Linked DNA regions of Zea mays: region 1 is linked to region 2. A link is a contact called in public Hi-C data. All regions are on one chromosome and are shown on one strand. Each heading gives the region's core, a stretch centred on a gene start, on an enhancer-like site or on the middle of the called end of the contact. The rest is flanking DNA. Distances are from core to core; before and after follow the strand shown.

What was found. Hi-C and Micro-C count contacts between places; a contact is called where the count stands out from the background.
Region 1: a contact with region 2 is called in a Hi-C map of leaf, with 2.7 times the contacts expected there. The contact joins the promoter of LOC100281177 here to the enhancer-like site in region 2. A contact is called at or near these places in 2 of 25 Hi-C or Micro-C datasets (ear and leaf).

Annotation. Positions count from the first base shown.
Region 1 is chr8:8,803,838-8,810,461 of Zm-B73-REFERENCE-NAM-5.0, reverse strand. LOC100281177 reads right to left here and starts at 3,524. Exons shown (of 4, transcript NM_001154096.2): 1 at 3,414-3,524; 2 at 2,851-3,085; 3 at 1-815. The coding sequence starts at 3,067.
Region 2 is chr8:8,720,775-8,727,335 of Zm-B73-REFERENCE-NAM-5.0, reverse strand. It overlaps LOC103634743 (protein MEI2-like 4), which reads right to left and starts at 6,244. Exons shown (of 8, transcript XR_004851846.1): 1 at 5,895-6,244; 2 at 5,485-5,689; 3 at 5,039-5,240; 4 at 4,740-4,933; 5 at 3,908-4,088; 6 at 3,716-3,804; 7 at 3,325-3,422; 8 at 2,607-3,237. Within about 2 kb of position 1,620, at least 4 of the 20 cell types and tissues checked have an H3K27ac peak or open chromatin away from gene starts, as enhancers often do. A contact at or near this core is called in leaf, where this site is marked.

The DNA.
Region 1 (6,624 bases), core at 2,275-4,774, 81 kb before region 2:
CTTGGACAAAATTGGTTTCACATTTTCCAGTCCTGCTTCAATGATGGTCTTCAGTGTTCTAGCAGCACAAGGAATGTAACAGAATGGGAGGTTACGGGTCTTAAGCTGCCGTGCGAGCTCATGACAAGCATGTATTGAGTGTTGGCTGTTATTGTGTGTGCAAGCAAGGATTCTTGAATCGATGTTATACATCACCAAGACATCCATTAGAACTTGAAAAACCTCAGAACCAGTGGATGGGTATGGGATTCTACACACATCAAGTAGAACATTCTGTGAGACCCAGTTTTCATCAATCCAATGGCATTTGACGGACATGTATACTATTTTCTCGTACGAAGTCCAAAAGTCCAGAGTAACAGAGAGCCGGGAAGTGATACATTGCAGAGTTTCCTTGACGTCCTCCTTCATACTTCTGAAGACTTCAATGATAACTTCTTGAACCTTTTCTTTTGGCCAGAGCCTGACAGACGAGCTCAGGTACTTGCAGCTATCAATAAGCATATTATCTTCGAGAGTAGAAGGTGGAAGGGAGGCACTGATAAGCCACCTAAGAAGTAACCAGTTGACATGGTCAATATCAACAGTTGCTTTCGTTTTAGGTTGAGACCGTAGTTTAGGTTGAGCTTGATCTTGAACTTGAGATTGAGATTGAACTTGAGGCTGAGCTTGGGCCCGAGCTCGCACAGGAACATGAGGTTTCCTGCTTCTATTAAGCATGGTAGCCTCTATGGTACTCTGGTTAGTGAAGCTGACGCCCTCAGGAAGTTGGTGATAACCAGGGTGGCGGTTATTAAGATGCTTTCCCAAATTCCCTGCACAACCATGCGAAAGCATATTAGTGTATATGGTGCACATATACAGATTATATTCATATACGGCAACTAGTAACTCCAAAAAATCCTATTTGGTGCTTATTATAATCATATTTTTTTTTAAGAAACCGCATGAGAACTGCGCATCTTATATATTAGAGAGGAAAAGACAAAACATTACAATAGAGGAGAAGTTGCAGAGCAACTCTCCCAAAAACCCTAATAAACCCTAAGGTGATTACAGATTGTTGCTGAAACTTGACCCGACCACGCCCAGGGCAGCAACTGAGCCCAAGCTCCCAAACTCCTTAGCTCCTGCCATTACCCAGCAAACGTACTCATCCGAGAAACACCGGAAAATCCTGGGTAATGAGGTAGACTCCCCATGGAAAACTGCTCTGTTTCTCTGAAGCCATAGACACCAAGCCCCCAGGATGATCAGAGAGTTAAGCCCCTTTTTTCTGGTCTTGACAACCTTATGGTTTGCCTTTCCCCACCAGTCTGCAAAATTCTCTTCATCAGCTGTTGGAGTGATGTGCCCCAAGCCAATAGCAGCAAGAATTGTGTGCCAAAATTGCCGTGCAAAAATGCACGCAGTAAGGAGGTGCTGAATTGTCTCTTGGGCCTGATCACACATGGGGCAAACATCTGGGTGTGGCATTCCCCTCAACTGTAATCTGTCGGCTGTCCAACATTTGTTCCTTATTGCCAACCAAAGGAAGAATTTGCATTTAGGAGGAGCCCAGGTCTTCCATAATCTCTTCCAAGGCTCAAAAACAGTAGAACCAAAGAGAAGGACTTTGTAGCAGGATTTAGAAGAGAACAGCCTTGATGCCTCGTGCCTCCAAACATGGCGGTCTTCCTCCTGAGAAAGCTGCACTTCCCCTAAAGTATCCCATAAGAGAAGAAATTGTTGAATTCCAATCATTGTTTGGCCTATGTGTTTGCCTAGAAATAGGCAATGGATAAATGCTCTGAGTGATCTTTAGGACAGCTCAAGTGCAGAAAACAAAAGTGGACGCTGCAAATAACGGAAACCCTGTCTATGTGGCTATGCGCCTATGCCTCTTGCAAAACAATTCCCCACCAAGGGCAATGCTATGTTATATGATCAGGATTGGCTGACCCCGACGACTCAGCGACCACCTCTTGTACCATATGAATTTTGGCCAGCCAAGACACTGACAACAAAATAGCTTGACCCTGGTCCCAGTCGAGCACAGCCAGATGACAAGCGCCCAGCAGCCCAGCGCGGCAGGGTCTTGCCGCCAACCTTGCAACGCACTACACAAGATACAAGGGCCAAAGGCAAGCGGCAAGCCCAGACGTGGACATGCAGCACTAGCACAGCTGGACCTCAAAAGTCAAAACGCTTGGCTTTTGCACAATCAGTGATTCCTCTCCCTGACTAGTCCCCACCACCAGTCCGAGTCTAGTCTGTCATCGTTTTCAGCTGCTCGCCTCCCGTCGTCAGGTGGTGGACCGCTAATTGCCTAAATGCACGGTCCTGACAATTGAGGAGTACGAATCCGATTTCACAATTTTTAGAGTTCACCAATCCCCCATTTGTTGCTTGTGTTACAGAAGCATATCATTTTTTTTAGAGTTCCTTAATCACTGAGTGATGAATAAGGAGAAGAAGTAAGCACCAAATAGCATTACATCATACTTGGTTGCTACTTCTAGCAAATTATTAAGAGCGTTCTGCCATGCTCTTCCTCATTCCAGCAAATAGCATTACATCATGCAAGTTTCAGTTTGCTTTTTGTCTCCTTTTTAATGTTTACTTTTTGTGGGCATAGTTTAATGAGCCAGAGGCTAGAAGTCTAGAACCGAAATAATGAATGGTAATGGGTATAGCTTATGAAGAGATCAGAATCAAAAATTACTTTTTCTAAGAAAAACATGTGTCGCTTGCCCCGTGTAGCATTTGAACGTTGTGTAAATATGTTTAAGAAAACCATTTGAAAGCCCATAAACACTGTAAACAGCACTGAAGATCATGTCGCGTGCTGGTAACAGAACTGACACTTACCCGTGGCGGTGGTCATGCAGTAGCTCTTCCTGCAAAGCCTGCAGATGCGGGACTTGCCGTCGAGCGCGGTTTCGAAGAACCTGAGGTAGAGGGACTTCATGGGCTTCTTCTTTGCCTTGCCCTCCTGGCCCGGGGAGGAGGGGCCGGCGGCCAGGCCAGCCACGATCGGCTCGACGCCCGGCAGCAGCGTCATGTCGGTGAGAGTCGAGTTCCCCATGCCTGGTGGAGTCCGCTTCTGAAAGGAGAGCAGGGCGCCATGGCAGGTTCAGATTCCACGAGCGATTCGCGTAGTCTGTTATGGATCCTTCAGAACTAATTGTGCACGAAGAGTGGATTGTGCAGATACAATTTTTTTTTTAATTTCAGTACGGAGTAATAAAGTTTTCCATGACATCGGCTTTGATGTGATTAGCCAGATTCGATGAAAAGAATCGAAGAGTTTTATCTTGAACCGGCGAAATCGCAAAAGGGTCATGGCTATCTCTCTTCTCGCTCTGCGACTCGCGAGTCGCGATGCCGATTGCCGAAGCGAAGCCTCTGGCAGGAAGAATGGCGGGTAGTACCTGAGGAGAATGATCGGGAAGCGCGGGGACCGAGCCGATCCCGCGGACTGGGAGGGGGCAGGGGCGCCGGCGAGGGGGATGCGGCGCGGGAGCCGAGCCGCCGCTCTAGATGGGAGACGACAGGACGGGGAGCCGACGAGGAGAAGGGGAAACGAAGTGGGGACGAGCCGGCGACGGCGCCGATCCAGCCAGCGAGCTAGGGTTTGGCCGGTCTGGGTTCGAGCAATCGAGCCCGAGCCTTGCTTCTGTTTCTGACGAGCAATCGGACGGCGCGGAGCGGCTCGGTGGGCGGCCGCGAGCCAGCCGCCGGCTCCCTCTTGGGCTCCTGGGCTACGCTGGGCTGGGCTTACACAATCGCGAACTAATTTAGGTGTCGTTTGGTTCACGAAATATAGCGTAAATGGTAATGATAATGATTCACACTCGAATACTGGTAATAACAAGTTTGAATAAGCCAATATTCATTTCTAATGTAATATCAATTACGGTTAGACTTAAACAAACATAATTTAACGTTATGTGAACCAAACGATACCTTAGGCATTTCTAGCGGAGAGTGTATATAGACGTCCAAAACATTATTTTAAACGGTATACTATAAACATTGTAGACAACATTATTTATAGAGTGGAGTTTAAAAAAAGTGAGATAGAAAGTGGGATGAAGAGACTGCTGTAGATAGCCTTAACACTTCCATCAACAACTAACGACCATGGTGTTTATGTTCTCACAAATGAATTTTTGTTCGTTTCGGATTAAAGTCGATTATTTAGACTGCTGTAGTTACAATATGTAGAGACAAAATCAGTATAGAAGCAGTAAAAGTTGGTAGGTTGTTTGAGTGAACCCGCAGCCGACCAACTCAGGTTCGTTTGATATAAGAAAACTAGGTATGTGCCCGTGCGTTGCGACGGAACACAAATTCACGAGAAGGTTCTAGCGACGGATTCACGAGAAGGTTCTAGCGACGGACGGCGTGAACGCAATAGTGACGGGAGCCCACATGGGAAAATAGTGCATTGTTGCAGAGAAGCGCGAGCCTGAGCGCACTACGAGCTCCATCGTCGTGTTGCGGGGCTGCCATTGCCACGAGCTCCATGTATAAAATGGGTTGTTCTGATCATAATAACTAAAACAATGATGTGCCAAGACTTTTGCTGCTAAACTCAAAGACTCATACAATATTGACAGTGCATTGTTGCAACGGGAATATATAATATCACGATAACTTATATACAAAATGTGTGTTATATACAAAATGTTCCATAATCTATTTGTGGGCTATTTTAATTTAGTTGTTTCACTACTACAAATTCCCCCACATGGCCATAACTTATAGAAAGAGATAGCTAATGATAATCATACATAATATTATTTTGCCAATTATGTTATATGTAATAAAAATCATAGAAAAAGGCTATTACTACACTGAGCAGAACTTTATCTTCAAAGATCTTCAGTGTCACAACAGGGTCAGGAAAAATCTGACAGTGTCCATAGATTCGGAAGATAGGATGGAGAGAATGAAGATCACCATTCATAATTAAAGCAGCATTAGCATCACATGCTTTAGTGGTGGCCAATGATAAGGCAACCATCTTATCTTCAGTCCCGCTTCCCATAAAAAGAAGAAAAGAGAAAAAACAAGGAACAATACAGATCAGCAGTAGATCATTCCTTACACAGAGTAACACAACAAGTTGTCCAGTTCAATGCTATGTAGATCTATACTAAAAAAACTTGAATTATTAATGGTTTGCATGTATACATCTGCCATGCGGGGGGAGCAATGTAACTCACTTAAACAAGCATCAATGGTTTAAACTGCTAGTCATGTGATGATCCAATTATTGCACGTGGGAAAGCACATAAAACTGTGATTATATATGTAAGGTTACCATTAGTTCACTGGATCACAGTTGCTGCACAGATTTTTGGGGCTACCAGCTGCCTAGCTATAGAAGTAAAAGGCTATTACTACACTACAATACAATTGAGAATTAGCCTAAAAACAAAAGATTATTTTTTTCTGGGACGAAACAAAAATGGTTGTAGTTTGTAGCGGCTGATCAAATCAATAGCGCCAGTGAGCTCCTTTGGCCCCAAAATACAGAGATCATATTATCAATCAACCACATAGTAGACAAATAAGGCTTCAAAAAAGATATATGCACTAATATATCTATGATGCAAAATTTGATCTAGCATTAAGTTCATAATTTTTAAAAATAATTCTTGAGGTTAAGATAACCACTGATTTAAATAATTCAATCAAGATTTATTATGTCTCAAGCTGCTACATTTATAAGATTTGGTATGGTATAGTAAAATTTTATAATAAATATACTTGGAAAGTGACAGCAAAGGTGCTTCCAGGGTTCGAGCCCATGTTCATGGCTATCCTCCTTGCTGCCACCCATCACATGAAGTATGCCTCTCCAAAGTTGTGTTGTTGGCGCATATCTAAGCAAAAGAATTTTAGTTAGAAAAATATTTGGTTCAAGTCCTTTACAACCTACAAGTTGATCAAATATTCAGACATTATTTGCAATAGTGGGATCATGAGCAGAGCTACGATTAAAAATCTGGTGGTGCAAAATTCTATGAATCTAGTACATATACAATAATATATGGTGTAAAATGAAAATTTCTAGTAAATTTGTTCCATGGTGGGACCTTGGCGCCACCGTGTCCTACATGAGACCAACAACTTTCAAATGCAATAAACAATGTGTTGTACTATACAGAAGAATGCAAAGCAAAAGTTGACACTCATTATTTACGAAATCATTGTTTGAATTCCAATTAAATGAAGAACCAATGAAGTACTAATTATCAATATAAAAATCGTTATCACCAGATTATAGGTTGCAACAATTTCAATTGTTTGAGTTTAGATAGTGTATTTAAATAGTTGTATTCACCAAGTCATTTCCAAATATGGTTCTAAGGTCAATGACAGTAGATCATCGGTAATTAACATAGCAGATCTCTAGTATACCTGGTGGAGATGTGTTTTCCATTGAGTACCAGCTAAACCTGCACAACACTGGTGAACCACAACTTGCTTTAACATGTTCTTGTACAACTTAGTTTAGTTTTTCATTCTAGAATAGATCAATAGTTCTATTTGTGTACAGGTTATACATAGAGCAGCATATCTGAAGAGACGCTTCCTTCTTTTTTTCCGAATGAGATGTTCAATGTCTAG
Region 2 (6,561 bases), core at 371-2,870:
TGATTTGTGTGAGTTTCCTTGATTACCCTTGATGATTAGTGGGCTGTCGCAAGAGGGAACGAAAGTTGTATGTTGCGTAACTAGTGGCATGGTGGGTAATTATCGGATAACTTTATGAGGAGATATAAAAATAGCGTTTTGAAGCTCCCTCTAAGGAGCTTCATACATTTCATGAAACTAACTTCTAGTTTCGATTTTTTCTAAAGCCAGAGCTCGTGGAGCTAGACCTATTTGGGTGGAAGAAGTTAGAGTTGAAAATTTTGAAATGAAGCTCTCTCAAACAGGGGCTAACTTAGCTAATAGTTAGCTAGCTGTTTGTTAGCTAGCATAATTAAGTAGTGATTTTTTAGCCAACTAACTATTAGCTTAGTGCATCAAACACACCTAATAATTTTAGCAGCTAACTATTAGCTCTAGTGTATTCAAACACCCTCTAAGAGCAACTCTAATAGTTTTCTAAACAACTCTTTACATCCTAAATTTAAAAAGTGAACATAAAAATGCTTCTCCAATAGTTCTTCAAATAGACTTGCTAAATTTAGCTACTTGCTATCCAACCTCGTTTGCTCTCCAGATTTGGCAACTCGATAGTAACTCTCTAAACACAATTGCCATAGATTTCTTCACACCTATGTGTTATTTTTTCCACACAACGAGGTAGCCAGGTTCAACGTGTTTTTTTATTTCCTGTGCAGCGAAACAATCAAGTCTCACACACATGACACAAATACTGTAAGGAACTGTTAGAGGTCAAGCTATGTTTTACTCATAACAGTTATTTAACAACTTGCTAAACATTACTTTAGGGAGCTTTTTCTAAAGAACTATTGGAGTTGCTCGAAGGACTTGTTTGGATCCTCGCGTCCAATTGTTTGCCAGTGGCTAACAATTAGCTAGCAAATAATTAGCTAGCAATAATTAGCCAGATTATGTTTGGAGTCCTAGCTAATAGATGTATTTTTCTCTTTACACGAACTATTAACACCTATTAGCAAGGTTAAATTGCTAATGGGTAAACAATTTGCTAGCCCTCCAGCTAACAATTAGCCAATTTATTTGTCAGTCAATTTGAAAGCCATGGTGGTAAAATCTCTATCTATACTATATTAAAGCACCAGTTTCAATGGTCGTCCTACGTCATTTTTTTGCAAAAAAAGTCTCTTACATCTTTTGGAACGAGCCCACCGTGCCTCTCTCCCCCGACCCAACTCTTGGAAAATCTATACTACTACTATTAAGACACTAACGAAGGCGTCCACACTCCGTGACCCTGCCCCCCTCGCGTTGCCCTGGCTCCCTCCCCCTGAGTCGCGCGATGTCCGCTGATCGGCATCGCCGTCGTCCGCACCACGTACGTGCTCAGGTTCCTGTCCCGCGACCCATTGTATCGCTGCGTGCTGATGGTGCTGTTCATCGTGCCTCCCGCGATGAACATTGGTATGCGTTGAAACTCTGAAGTCGGTCGATGGCGCTATGTTTCTGCTATGTTTGGTAGCTTGTGTGGTTCAACAACGATGGCTCAGCTATTTAACATTGGATAAGAAGAATGCCCCGTGATCTTTCTCTGGACGTACGTCGTTGTCGTGGTTGCGTTGATGGAGTGGTCGACAATCTTCATGTTGTCCGTTCTGTCTTGATTGAAGCCGATCGCTGGAACCAATGCACGGTCGCATTTTCTAAGCCTACTGCTGCTCAAAAAATTTAGCTTAGCAAGAGGAAAAGAGGGGATGGACGGATGGTGATGGGTCTCAAGGAGAGTAAGTCGGAGCAAGAGCGATACTTGTTTAGAACATATACACCAGTATATATATATGCAGTAGACTATGATCAAAGGGTCATTTAGATATTATTATTTTACTAGGTGGATGCCCGTGCGTTGCAACGGAAACATATCGTCGGTATAGAGAACGTGGTTCCTACCAATCTGGTATCAAAGGTCTCGACGATCATGAGCTCTGCCCAGGCAGCAGCCACCGCCAGCATCAGGCGGCCCCCAGCAACGTCCAGCGCGCTAGTCGCAACCCCTGCTTCGTCGGGAGTCATGATGCTTCGCCGATAATCCCTCAAATACCCAGCCTCCTTGTCGGGCAGCGCCACTGGAGGCATGGCGGCCCCACAGCCAATGGCGGCCACATCTTCTAGGTGGAGTACGCTCTTGAGGCCGTCCGCGGCACGAACACCGTTGTCCTTGGCGTCGAGAAGAAGTCTACACCCAAGCTCGATTACTCCAAGTAGCAAACCCTCCGCCCCTCCTTTCTATCATCCGAGCAGATCTCGTGAATTCGTGATCCTCGCTCGACGCGGACGGAGGAGGAGGTGCGGCGACACTACGAAGCGCTGGTGGAGGACGTGGCCGCTATCCAGGTCAGCCGAATCCCGCTCTCGCGCTACACTGGAGAGGAGTCATCTGTAGCGACGCCCGAGGGATCTGGAGCCGCCGCCGCCACACCCCAAGGATAGAGGAGGAGGGAGCAAGCAGCCAGGCACTGACGCGAAGAATGGAAGAGCGGCACCGATGCTGATATGGGGAATAGTTGCTTCAAGGCCATGCAGGAACGGCGCAAGAGCGTCCAGACGAAAGAGGAGCACAGGTCTATACTCCGCCAGGAAAAAAAGTCTCCATGCGTTCTTGCCTTCAAATAAAGCTTACATCTTTCATACTAAGCTTTTACAGGAAGGTTCAAGGAATGTGTAATTAGTAGCAGCCTTCCAGGGTGCATATATTCATCATTTGACTATCTCACCTGTGTGAATTATGTGTTCATCACCACCACTTTACAACTCCTTCACCGGCACGATCAAATGAGTGCCCATTGAGATTGCCAGAACCCACTTTATGAAGATGTCTGCTGTCAACTGCTTCAGCTGTTCTTGAGTTCTTATTGACACCAACAGGTGTGATGGTGTTCAGATTGTAAGGGGTGCCATTATTTGCTCCATTGTGAACATCAGGAAGAGAATGGGGATGAATAGCACCCAAGCCTTGAAAACCATAATTCACATGCCTATTCATCCGACTAAGAGAGTGGCTGAGCTCACCAAGGGGAGCCTGGTTACTATGAGTTGCAGCAGAAGCAATTCCAATGGGAGAGGACAGGCTCTGTGGTAGGGTAGATGATAGACCCAGAAATGAAGCCTCTCTGAACGGGCTCATTGATGTGAGAAGTCCAGAATGCAAACCATGCATACTCCCATTTTCACGTCCACAAGATGTCATTGCTACTATATTAGATGAACCTTGAAGAATAATCCTCACGTCAGGAAATGCATCCATAGACATGAGTACATGACATACAATAAAGATGAAAAAAATAAACACCATACCCAATGAAGGCAATGAAGGGCTATTTGTGCTTGGACTGCCCAGGTTGTATATGCCAAATTCTTCCTGCCCCAACTCCTTGGACATGTGCTGTGTTGAACTGTTATAAAACAACATTAAAATCAATGTTAGATCAGTGATTAAAACCAATGTTTTCAAAAATTTGTAGAATGGAGTTTAGAATGTTGCGTCAATTAATTAGTCTTTCTGGATAAACTAAATAACTAACATACAAGTATCTATCAACACACCTAAATGTATACAAAGAATTAGGACTACAATATAAAAGAATAAATGTTTTGTTTAGGACATGAGAGCCCACACACAGAACTAAACAAACAGAGATTAAGTAACTATCTATGCATGACAAAATAAAAATATTTGGTACACAACCTGGTGGTCGGCTTGCTGGACCCGCAGGTAGTGGTGCAATGCGACATCTATGAGGACAGCAAAGGCTTCCCCATGGCTCTCGCCTGCCGCTGAGACGGGACATGACACGAGAGATGGGCATCACTTTCAGGGGCAGGTGAAGACACATCGAAAGGGAAAGAGGAAACAATCAAGAAGAAAGTAAGGTCTTACCGGAGCAGCAATAACCATGAGGAGGAGGTGATGGCGACACTGAGCCATGGCCACCGACCTTGGAGGCCTGGCCGGATGCGCGCGCGAAGAACCCCTAAACCAGCAGCATTGCTCCAGGAAGATCTTGAGGATGCCGCGGGTCTCCTCGTAGATGAGCCCGGAGATGCGCTTCACGCCGCCCCTGCGCGCCAGCCGCCGGATCGTCAGATTCGTGATCCCCGGGATGTTATCGCGGAGCACCTTCCGGTGGCGCAGCGCGCCGCCCTTGCCCAGGCCCTTCCCGCCCTTGCCGCGCCCCGACATCTTCAACGCATGGCTGGCGGGCGAATCGCGGATGGCGGCGGGCGTTTCGCTTGGGCGGTTCGCAGAGATGGAGGAGCGGCGGGTGAAGGCACGACGGGCGATTCGCGGTTGGAGGCGGGTTCTATGGCGGGGGAGGCGCGGGCGGGATTCGCCGCGGGGGTGGCAGAGCGGCGGGTGGGATTCGTTCGCAGGCGGGGGCAGTCTACATTTGGGTCTTAATAGTTGTAGAGATTAGCAGCCACTGAATCATTATAAAGATGAGTGACAAAGGTATAAAGGATCATATGTACCGAGCATTTTCAGAATCGAAGATGGATCAGATTCAGCACTAAGATAAATGCAGACAATATAGGTTAATGGATAGATTGTACATAATTTATTTCCCATCTATGTACCAGCCATTTTTTCCTTCAAATTTGTGTGCTTAGATTGTACATAATTTATTGCCATCTATGTACCAGCCATTTTTCCCCTTCAAATTTGTGCACTAAGTAGTAGATCGCTGTGACCTGCAGAGGGAGATGCAAACCTGCATCTTTCTTTGGGCTGTAGGAAATGAGACCAGCATGGAACCTTTCTAGAAACTTGCCACTGCGTATCCCAGGCTTGTTTGGTGTAAAAAGTTGAGTTGAGGGTTGAAAGCGTCCACAGGTTTTGAAAATAGACCTCCACAGTTTTTGCTATATGTGGGCAACCAGCAAAATAAATCCCAAGCTCCTTGACCTGCAATGCATGTAAAAGTAGTGCCACACAGGTTTACCAAATTATTTTTTTTCTCAACACCATACTGCAAATTTAGCAGAGCCTGTTTTTTTTTGTCGGATATACCTGAGTAAGGGATTTCCAGTCGTTGTTTGCGGAACCTATATACACATCCTTCTTATCTGATATCCAGACCTTTGCGTGCACAACACCAGATCCCCACCAGTCCTCGAAAAGAACGGTTGCGTTCTCAACATTTGGTCTTCCTGCAGCCAGATCTGCGCTCTCTTGGTCAAAATCAGGAGCAAATCCAGAGTGCTGGACAATCCTGAAATGATACCACAGCTTGTCAATAGAGAAACGAAATCTCTCTACATGGACACACTGTTTAGTTATTTACAAATGTTTTGCTTGTTTGCTTTATCACTTCTTTGTGATTCAATTGTGACACCAGTTTTTTCTGTTGGCCGATAACTACATGTCAATGTTCCAATTCCAATCATCCTATGGTTTAAGTAATAATCACCAACATTATAGAAACTGACAGTTCAAGTATGATACTCGATACTTGCCTGATTTTGATCTTACGGTCTGCAGCATTTTCCAGTGCCTTGTAAACCCGGCGGCCCTCGTCGGCCCCGAATCTCCTCATGTCACTCTTGGAGAACCCGTAGTCCCCCGATTTCGGATTGTTCGGCTGGGGCAAGAACTGCCAGTACTGCGCAAGGATGTCCAGACTCTTCGTTGCATTCCCCGAGAGCCACTGGAGCACATCTCCTGAGGTCAGGACCCACAGAAATCAGCAGCCCAATGGATGGATATACGTAGTGACGGCTGCAAGAAGCATTAGTAATTTCACAAACCCACTACCACCATCACCAGCTATGTATCACCAATTCAGCATACGCGGCGCCTGCGCCTACTCCCCATTCCCCAAACTGGCAAACCCCCATAGACGAGAGAGAGAGAGAGAGAGACGAACCCGTGGATAGGACCCCGGGGATGCGGCTCAGGTGCGGCATGTCCGTGGGGATGGACTGCACCAACCACGCCTTGCAGGTGTCCGCGCCGGCGTCCGCCAACGGCGCCCCCCGCAGCGCGGCGGCAGCGACGACGAGGAGGAGGAGATGGAGGAGCGGCGGGTGAAGGCACGGCGGGCGATTCGCGGTTGGAGGCGGGTTCTATGGCGGGGGAGGCGCGGGCGGGATTCGCCGCGGGGGAGGCAGAGCGGCGGGTGGGATTCGTTCGCAGGCGGGGGCAGTCTACATTTGGGTCTTAATAGTTGTAGAGATTGTGTTGGGCTCGTGGCTGAACTATTAGTCGGCAATTGGCATAGTTCAAACAATTCATGGAAGCAGAGAGTTCCATTTTGTTCCATGTATACACAGGAAGAAACAACGAATCATCCCTATAGAAAAAAATGAAGGGTACTATTATTATGTAAAAAAAGATTCTGTGTTAGTTCTCAAGGCTGAGAAATTACCATACTCATTAGAGAAAATAAAATAAAAGACCCCTCAACATATTGTTAAATGAATTACTTATTGTTACCGTTGCTGAAAAAATGGTATTTCCTATTTATTTCTCCACTATTATTTACTTATTCTCTTACTAAAATAATTACATATCACTTCCATTACTTTAAAGAT